2 separate regions of the Anser cygnoides genome follow, and region 2 is linked to region 1. Evidence: chromatin contacts called from public Hi-C data. All regions are on one chromosome and are shown on one strand. The core of a region is the stretch at or near the end of the contact, and the rest is flanking DNA. Distances in the headings are between cores, read along the strand shown. Region 1 holds the start of TM2D1 (TM2 domain containing 1). Region 2 holds the start of USP1 (ubiquitin specific peptidase 1).

Evidence for each region. A called contact is a pair of places that touch in the nucleus more often than the background predicts.
Region 2: a contact with region 1 is called in a Hi-C map of liver, with 6 times the contacts expected there. The contact joins the promoter of USP1 here to the promoter of TM2D1 in region 1. A contact is called at or near these places in 2 of 7 Hi-C or Micro-C datasets (both in liver).

The regions. Positions count from the first base shown.
Region 1 is chr8:30,637,744-30,642,591 of Taihu_goose_T2T_genome, forward strand. It overlaps TM2D1 (TM2 domain containing 1), which reads right to left and starts at 2,077. Exons shown (of 7, transcript XM_067001728.1): 1 at 1,830-2,077; 2 at 766-835. The coding sequence starts at 2,057. It overlaps PATJ (PATJ crumbs cell polarity complex component), which reads left to right and starts at 4,601. Exons shown (of 46, transcript XM_048062237.2): 1 at 4,601-4,848.
Region 2 is chr8:30,822,529-30,827,376 of Taihu_goose_T2T_genome, forward strand. It overlaps USP1 (ubiquitin specific peptidase 1), which reads left to right and starts at 2,346. Exons shown (of 8, transcript XM_067001729.1): 1 at 2,346-2,507; 2 at 2,660-2,851; 3 at 3,685-3,808; 4 at 4,829-4,848. The coding sequence starts at 2,682.

The sequences.
Region 1 (4,848 bases), core at 827-3,326:
GGACTGAATAACTTACAGGGGGATGTATTTTGGAAAGTACTTTCATCCAGTCTCTGAAAAGTACTTGGAAAACCTCCACTATCCCTAAGCATCCCAATAAAGAAAATTATTTAGTGTTTATACACAGTAAAATCTGAAAGACAACAAGCATACGCACGCATTTTAAACACGAGTGTACATTAAGCAAATTAGCTAACAAAGAGACCATTTACTTCAATGCCTGCAAACACCAGAAAAACTAACCATATGTAATAAAGCAAGCGACAAATTTAACTGTGTTTCTGTTGTACTCCAAAGAAAATCTGAAATTTAACATCAAAATAAGCGTAACTGCTTTCAAAAGAGACCCTCATGTCACCAAAAACTCTTGATGATGGAAGGCACCATCCTTCCTTAAAAGGATTTTTAAGATTTTGAAGGTTTTGAGGCTGCTCTGCCATATGTCAATTCTTCTAAGTATATGCAAAACTGAGTAGGACAGGAATGGTTTGCTCTAATCACAGTAGTGAAGGACAGGGCCTAGAAGATATACTTTGAAGAGGTTTACCAGAAACCTCACTTAAAAACATACCAGTGAGAAACAACGTATTTATTCATTTTCAGTGAAGCATCCAATGTACACAAATGTTTCAGGCTTTCACACTAATGACATTACTAATCCCATGTTTTAAAAGCTCATCTAGCAGATACATAAATGCATGAATTAAATACTTCCTTGGAAAATGTAATTACTGTCAATATATGTTAGAAATTAGAAATCCTTACCATATGCCGTGTGATTTGTACAATTCATTGGTTCTTGTGTACTATTGTCTATTTTAGGCTCATCACACATATATGTTCAGGTAATTGAGGAAAACATTTTTCATATCAAACACTACAACGGGTTTAACATTAATTTATTCCACCCTCTTTAACCTCTGAGGATTAAAGATGTACCTTGATGTCAGTTTTCCTCCCTCCCCATCCCCCAAAATAGGAACAGCATATTACCATAGAGCAAATCTGCTAATCCAATTTAATACATCAATATATTGCATAAGCTCCACGTTTAATTAGTGCTGCAGTCAGCACTACCTAAGGGAACTACAATATTTATCAGTCACAGTCTCTGTATTTGAAGGCGACAAGGTAGAACCCCAGCCTATGCTTCCTTCCTTATTTTGATACCGGAGTACCTTTAAACCGAGGCATTTGGTTGAGAAGATTAAAGCTACAATAACAAACAAAATTCAAAGAACACCTAAAAACGAACATCGGAAACGCCAGGAATTTGGACTAAAGAAAACGTGAGCAGGAACAAACTTTCTGAGGTCTGAACTCCCACGGTCAAGTAAGGCAGGAGATGAAGTTAGCTTTTTTTCCAAGCTTTGCTTTCCTGACACTTTTGATCTGCAGCCACGTCGCCAACGGCCAGCTGCCCTCACCATCCATCTCCTCGGGAAGGCCTGACGCGCCTCTGGAAACAACTTGCAGCTTGGGCTAACACCTGAGACCTTCTCGCTTGGCTGGGGGAGGCAGACCCAACATTTTGGGAAGACACTGGCTCTCACTTGAGCGTCCTGAAAACGAACACAAGAAGGCGAAGGGGCAGGAGGGTCTCCCATCACACGGGATCTTCTCGTTGAACACCAGGCGCACCCCGACCTGCACACAGCCACACGCTACGCCACCCCCAAATAAACCTGTACCACCACACACATCCTCCCTGCCGCTGCTTCCAGCTCAGGACCCTAGGGCGTCCCTACCCCCGGTGCCCCCCAGTGTCCTACAGCCGCCAGCCCCATCACCCCCACAGCCCCCATCCCCCCGCCGCGGCCGCGCTCAGGATATTGCCCCAGCCGCAGCTCGTCGCACTTGAGCGGCGGCTCCGAGCTCGCCGCTGCCCTCACGGCTGCGAACCAGAGGAGGAGGAGGACGAGGAGGAGGAAAGGGAACGGGGCCTCGGCCACCCCTCGCCACCGGCGCCCCATCCCCGCCGGCCGCCGCCCCGGCCGGGCGGCCATCTTGGGAGCCGCGGCTACCGTCAGTGACGCCGCGGGGAGGAGCAGCCCCATAGCCCTGCCTCCGGGGGAGCCGGCTCTGCGGGCAGCCCTCAGGATGCCGCAGGTGCCGCTTTTATTTATTTATTTATTTATTTATTTGGCTCTTTCAGGGGTTGACCTCAGCAAATATGGCTCCTGAGGCAGCTCGGAGCGGCGGTGAGGGCACAGCGTGCCCCTACCTAAGATGGCGCCCGTGTAGCCCTGCTGGGCTCGTACCCTGGACAAAGATGGCCGCCGGGGAGGACGGCGCCCACCTGCCCTTACCCAAGATGTCGGCCCCGCCTCAGCGGGGCGGTGCGGGGCGACGGGGGGCGGTGAAGGGCCGCAAGGGGACCCGGGGCTGCTCTGTGGGGGCGTCCCCTGCTCCGGGAGTCGCCTGGAAGAGGCTGGCGAGGGCTGGGCTCGGCCGGGTGAGAGCGGCGTGGGCAGGCAGCTGGAGGACAAGTACGGGGCCGGGGGGCGATCACCGGCGTGAGGGCTGGGCATGGCAGGCCTAACCTCCCGCCTGGTGCCCGGGAGCGTCCCGGGCGCTGTGGGCGCCGTCGAGAGTGTCAGAGAAAATTCCTCAAGGTGTGAGGTAAAGCGGCTGGCCTGTGCCCGCCCGGCTCTGCCAGGCCTGGCTAGGAGAGCCCTTGAGCCAGCCTGGGTTTTCATGTAAAATTGTGATTGTATACTGTTAAAGTACTTTCTCTTTCTTCTTTTTTCTTTTTCTCTACTTTTTCTTTCTTTCTCTCTTTCTCTTTTTTTTTTTTTTTTGAAATACATACAAAATACCTGGAGCAGGCAAGCTTTATCTTCATCAGTGTTTGCTCCTTGTAAGGTATTTTGTGGTGATTACCAACCTTTGTTTTTTCTCACTTTTTTGAAGATTATTCCATATTTTTCTAGTGCTTGTTTCTGAAAGCATCATTTTTCAGCTGTGAGCTGCTGGGGATCACGGACTGTTTGAAATGAAGAGACTGTTCAGTGGTGAACGAACTTGGGAAAGGCAGCACTACTGTCAGAAGTTTTCGTCTGCTCTAGAAGCATTTCCTGAAAAACAAATGGGGACATAGAAACTTTAAAAGGTTGGAAACAACTCCCAGGTGGTATTTAAGAGAATGTCATTATTAACCAGCCCTTCCTAAAGTCTTCTGGTTTCACCAGTGATTATTTTTGTGGATGAATGGTGACTTATGTATGAGTCTGTCAGTACCAATGAAAGGTCTGTTATGGCCCCAGGTGCTCAAAGAATCAGTAAAAATGTTGATTTAAAATATATGGATGTCTGACAAAGATCTCAGCAATATTTCACATCACTGGCTGTCTAACAGCTTTTGGGAGATTTGTGTAAACTAAATTGGCAGTCTAGAATTCAGCAGATAAAGTATGCAAATGAAAATTGACATTCCTTTCAGCAATTGGAAAAGAAAGGCCAGGGACAGAGTGCACTCTGTAATGAACCCAGCCCTCCGAGAGATCGAGACTGAGGTGCACTGATGAGAAAAGTGCTTAGCTCTTTTGTCTACATTGTATATCTTGGATGGATAAATACCCCACTTGCTGTTCATCACTGTCAAAAACATTGTCACTTCTCACAAGCACTACATTAATTAAAATTGAGAGTAAGGACTGGGAAGTTAGGCATTTGGAATCTCTTTTTTTAAGGATGAAATGATATGTCCTTAGCATGTTATATGCTTTAGTGCAACTGCTATTGTTTTTTTTTGGGGGGGGGGCATTAGGAAGAAGGGAAGTTGTTTCCTAGTTAGGAGGTGAAAATTAATTTCCGTACCTTTTGTACTGCCTATCCTATGCAACCAGCAGGGTTGTGTGAGATTTGTTCCACGTGAGCTACTGGAACTGGGTAGCAAAATAAAAAGTATTTTTGGGGGATTTCATTTGATACTTTTGGTGGTTATATGTGTGTTTATAAAACAAATATTACATAAAATAACTGAAACAGACTAACGTACACTAGTCAGAGGTGGAGAGCAGCCACAGTCCCCTTTAACTTCAGTGAGCGGTGCACGTTCAGGATTTTGAGACTGGCGGTACAAGAACCTCTTTTGCTTTTATCGCCTTCCATCTTACTGCCTCTGCAGGGACTCAAGCCGCTGCTGCCGCACACAAAGCCATCGCCACCACCTCTCCGTAGCCACAGGTAACAGTGTGGCTCGGAGCGCTGTTGGAGCAGTTCTGGTTGTGGTGAATGTGGTGATAGGCAGTTGTGTTCTGCTGCTTTGGTGCTCCCCAGGGGAAGTGTCACAACTGCTAAACTCTATCCAAGTCCTGGTCCTCCCGAGGCTTTTGCCTTCTCTGTCAGTGGAAGTGGCAGTGCCCGTACTGCTAAGGCCGAGCAGAGCTCGCTTCCTCTCTGCAGGAGATAACGGCTCAGAACAACTCTGGTGCACAGCAGACAGCCTGAATTCACGTTTGGGTGCTGATTTACTGCAAATAAGCACAAATAAAGTTTTTTTTGTTTTTTTTTTTTTTTTTTACAAGTTTTACACCTACATTTTACTCTCACTGGGGAGTTCGGTGGCTGGGTTGACAGCTGTGCCACGCAGGCTGTGACACAAACACTCTGCCAGGTCAGGATTACCTGAAAGCTTCCTTGCCTCTTAAGCCGTGCGTGTCACAGGGTGGCCACCTCTAATCTCGGCGACCAGACCGAAGGTCACATCTCCATGAGTAACACCCCAGCCCAGGGCCTTTCCCCTCAGGCCCCGATCCTGCACTCCACGTCCCCGCTGCCGGCGCTGCGAAATCAGCCCCTCAGCGCCGCGTCCCCCCCCGCTGGAAGCCCCCCAGGTGCCCGCAG
Region 2 (4,848 bases), core at 1,096-3,595, 190 kb after region 1:
GTACATGTGGATCAGGCTGTCAGATTGTAAAATCTTTGGATGTAAATGGTCTTGTATCGTGTTTGTTAAAGCAGATAGCAAACCACGCACTTGACAGGGTAGACTTTTATTGAAATGCAATACAAATAAGTAATAAACCGCCTCAGTCGTGCCATTTGACAGAGATGTGCGAGGAGCGCTGCCATATCAAATCCAAGGCTGCCTGGAACGACCGGACTCCTGCCCTTGGAGTTTACTCCAGCTCAGGATTGATTCAAGGTCCAAACGCTGACAGATTTCACCCCGTCCCAGTCACATAGCCCTGTTACTACCACGGTCCTAATTGCCCAACAGCTCCCAGCTCTTGTTGAAGGCGCTGCTCTGCTGGCCACTCAAACGGGTAGCATGAAGCAGATTTAATGAAACACGTTATTAAGGAACCAAGCAGTAACGTGGCTTTTGGGCACCACCCCCCTGGACAAGACTTCCTAACACTTCTTGTCTCGTACAAGAGAACCTCTTCAGAGCTGGGTGTCTATTAGCTGGTGCAGTCAACAGAACCCATACAGGATCTGCCCACGGGTGCAGTGCAGGGCAGCAGACCCCAGACCCCTGAGGCACTCGGACAAATGCGAAATCCATTTAACTTCCACTGGGAGCTTGCTATCCAGCCAGCTTTGAGGCTTTGTATGTCCCACTAGACAGGTTAATAAGATTTTAGCTCAATATGTACCTTGAGACTCTGAACCTTGGTTCCTCGGGTGATGGGCCTGTCCGTATGCAGGCATATGAGTGTATTTTGCCCTGTAAGTGATAGCCAAATACGTGTAGCAAGTGTGTGCATGACTGTCAGAGTATCTATCGCTTCTGCCATAATCCAAATATATATTTAAGGAAACTGATCTACAGTAATAATTAATTCATATAGCGAGGTAAAAAAATCCAAAAAGATCGCCAAGAACTTTTCAAAATTAAACGGCTATAAAAAACACTCTTTAGTCTAAGAGCCAGGCTTCTAATTTTGTTCTATCACTTACACATCTGACACAGCAAATTGCAAAGTTATACATTGCTGTGCAGGAAACCCAAAGACATAAACATGAGCAACTGGGGAGCTGCCTGAAGGGATGGGAGTAAAACACAGGCACGTGGCGAGGACGGGGTCAGCACTAACAGCTTTCAGAAAATGGTGTGGAGCTAAGGCCAATGCCTGGGCATGGCTGAAAGTCGGTTATGAAGCTAAACGGGTAAAATATCTTAGTGAGTAAGGTGGAATTTTTTTACCAAAGTTTTCCTGTGAGTCACAGATGTGATCTAAATGAACAAGTGTCCTGGCTTACCAGGCTTTTCTCGTAACGCAACTGGTAACACCAGTGCCTAAAAGCTTTGCGTGCCACACAGAACTCCTTAGTTCTCAGATAAAAGGTGAACCTTTAAAAGATTTCTGACATTTTGGAGCAATATTCAATTACATAGCATTGTAGTGTACAGACCTAATATAGCCAATTTATGCTTCATAAGAAATATTTACTGTGGTGACATTGCCATATTTCTCCCATCTCACACTAAGTCCCACGAGAGAATAACTGTGAAAAATGGACCTTATAAGGAGTAAATATGGACCAGTTCTCAGAGCCCCCCAAATTTGTGAAGTATGCGAGCAGCAATGGATGTGCAGGCGAGAGCTTGTGATTCTCAGCATGTGGAGCCACGGACGAATTACTGAATAAACAGGGCGGTTCTGTGTTGTGCAGATGTTCGTTTCGTGTACGACTGGCGCTGGGTTGGAAATCAGTTTAATTATTTTTATTAAGAAGTCCGAACGCTCGCTCCCCGCCGCTGAGGCAGCCGAGCTTTTCCTCACAGCAGGCAGCTGCCGCCCCCCCCCCCCAACCAGCCGCGCGGGGGCGCTGCGGGCCGGCGGCCGCCTCACGGCGCCTCCCGCTGTGATTGGCTGAGGCGGGGAGGGGCGGGGCTTCCTTTGGATCAATCCACCTCCGCCTCCGGAGGGGGGGGGCGGGGGTGTCCTTGCGGAATGGTTCGGCCCAGCCGCCCCCCCCCCCCCCCCCTTCCCCCGGCGCGAGTCCCGGGCCTTTGCCTAGGCCGTTGCCAGCGCCCGCGCGCGCTCAGGCAGGACCCCGCGGGCTGCCCGCCGCACTGCCTGACGGCGGAGACAGCGGTTCGGCGCCGGTACCGCCGGCAGAGCGCTCGCTGAGGCATTGCTTTGCCTCCCCCGCCCAGCGAGCGGGTGAAGCCCGACGGCCACCATGCCCCCGCGGTGCCAGCGAGCCTCGCCTTCGGCTCCGTGTCGGGCGTTTGATCAGGGCAGCCCGCGGCGGCTGGGCGCGAGGAGCGCGGCGGGCGGGGGTCCTGGCGGCAAGGCAAACGCGCCAAGTTTCCCGTGGCGGGGCGGGCGGCGCGGCCGGGGCCCGCGGTCTCCATAGCGACGGCCCCCGGCGGGCGGGGGCGGCGGGGCCGTGACGGGCCGGGCCGGGCCGTGACGGGACGCGCAGGGCCGCCATGTAGCGGTGAGCGCCGGGACCGGGCTGAGGGGCCGGGGCGGGCCACGGGGGCGGTGGGGGCGGTGGGGCCGGGGCCGTGAGGGACGGGGCTGAGGGGCCGGGGCCGCTCCCAGGGTGCCGGTGCCGGTCCGACGCCGCCCCGTGTGTGCCCGCCGCAGGTGGCGTTTCCCGGCCGGGAAGATGCCCGGGGTGCTCCCCAGCGAGAGCGGAGCGGCGTTGCGGGGCAGCCCGTCGAAGCGGAGCCGGCTGTCGCTGAAGCTGTTCCAGAAGAAGGAGGCCAAGCGGGCGCTGGACTTCGCCGAGCCGCAGGACGGCGGCGGGAGCAGCCCCGAGCCGCGGGGAGCCGACGTGTGCGTGGGGAGCCGGGGGGCGGGGGGGCGGCGGCACGGCCGGGCTGCCGGCGGCTGCCTCGGGAGGTTCAGACAAAGTTTCCCTCAGCTCAGCTCGATAGAAAGCGATTCCCCTTCTGCTGAAGTATCGAAACTTTAAAATTGTCGCTTTTACAAAATGAATCCTGCAGAAAAAACATTGGATATGGAAGGTCCCTTATGCTGGGAGTAAAAGCACCGAGTCCACCGCTCACTGCCGTGCGTTATTGTTGGGTGTTTGAGCCCTGGGTGAACTCGGCAGCTCGTCTCCCTGCAGCTAGTGAGGAAGTGAAATGGGAGAAGGAAAATTGCCTCATTGCGATAAACGTGTTGGAGGCTTTGAGACGTGGTTCTGTCTGGTGTATCAGTACAGTGCATCAGCGCTGTGTGTAATGCGCCAGGTTTTTTGTTATTTTTTTCCCCCCTTCTATATTTATTTGCTTGTTATGCTCCCAGCAATGAAGTGATATGAATCTGGAGCAAGGGACAGTAATAGAAAATATGTGCTGCACACATAGCGTTTTTCTTGGAGCTGCACTAAGAATGAACAAAGAACACACAAAAGTATTGTAAAGAGAGCTTTACTGGTGCCTTAAATCACTCCGCTTCTTGAGAGGTGGGTGTTGGGAGTAATGGCAGACACACGCCTCTCGTAAACCTGCCTCTTTTTGAGTAGGTTGCTAGAAAGAAGGGTTACGGTGGAGTTGGCCTCTCTTTGAGTGCCTGGAGTAGCCATGTAGAGATTCTCAGAAATGCCTTGACACCGTTTTCATCTGTGCTCGTTAGTCATTAATTCTGTTTTCACTGTTTTATAGTGACCAGGTTGTTCCTGCAGCACAGCCTCCGTTGCTTGTCAGCTGTGAGAAGAAAGACAACATGTTGCCTTTTGTGGGCCTGAATAATCTTGGTAACACTTGTTACCTGAACAGCATCCTTCAGGTAAGATCGCGTTTCGGGGCCTCAAAAAAGATCCTTTTGTTTTGGTTAAGCACAAATAGATGAGATTTTTAGTTTGACATTGTATAGGAGATGTCTGGGTGTTGTATACAGGGAATCTAGTTACAGTGGGGAAAAAAGGATGATAGTGCAGGAAAAGGATGATAGTGCAGGAAGCGTGTGCACCACGGATTGTCTTGATGATTAATTTGTCAGTTTACATACTCCAGCCATGTCCCTGCCCTGAATAATCCGAAATCTTCGCGTGCTGTGCAGCAGCCTCGGGAGGTGCAAAGCTAGTTGGATTGTAAGTGTGGACGTGTGATGTCAAATAACTTAGCTTACCAATTATTATTTTGTTTTAAACTGTTGCTTTTAGGTGTTATATTTTTGTCCTGGTTTTAAAACTGGAGTAAAGCATTTATATAATATCATTTCAAAGAAGAAAGAATCTTTGAAAGAAGAAGGAGAGCAAAAAGCAGAAAAGGTAACGTATCTCCCTACGTGTTCCTTTACTTGCCTTTGCGCAGGTGAGGCTACGTGCCAGGACGGTACTGAAAATAGAGCTGTTTCCTTCTGTTTGTAATAAGTTTTGAAGTATTGTTTTCTGTAGTGCTATTTCAGGTAAAAAATAAGTGTGAGAAGTTTTGAACTTGTGTTCGAACTTGGCAGTGCTCAGAGTGTCTGTAAACTTGTAAGCGCGAGCCTTAAGCTCTCAGAAACTAGCAGAGTTATCATGCCCCGTTTCTGAAATGAAGATAATGATGGTGCAGTATTTTGAACGGATGGAAATCGGAGTTTGGGCAGGGACGGTCTGGGTTTTCATAATGTATAGTCTGGCTTTCGTGTTTCTTTTCTGCTGGCAGAAGAGCAGTATATTGACATAAACTTGCCTCTTTCCCGTACTGGACAGAAAATCTGTCACGTCTGTTAGAAAACTTAAGTGGGAGAAGGAAAAAAAGTGTAACTGCTTGTTACAGACAAACCTGCAAGTGTTTTACTCCTTTTATATTGTTACTGCAGGGAAATTGTAAAGAAGATCC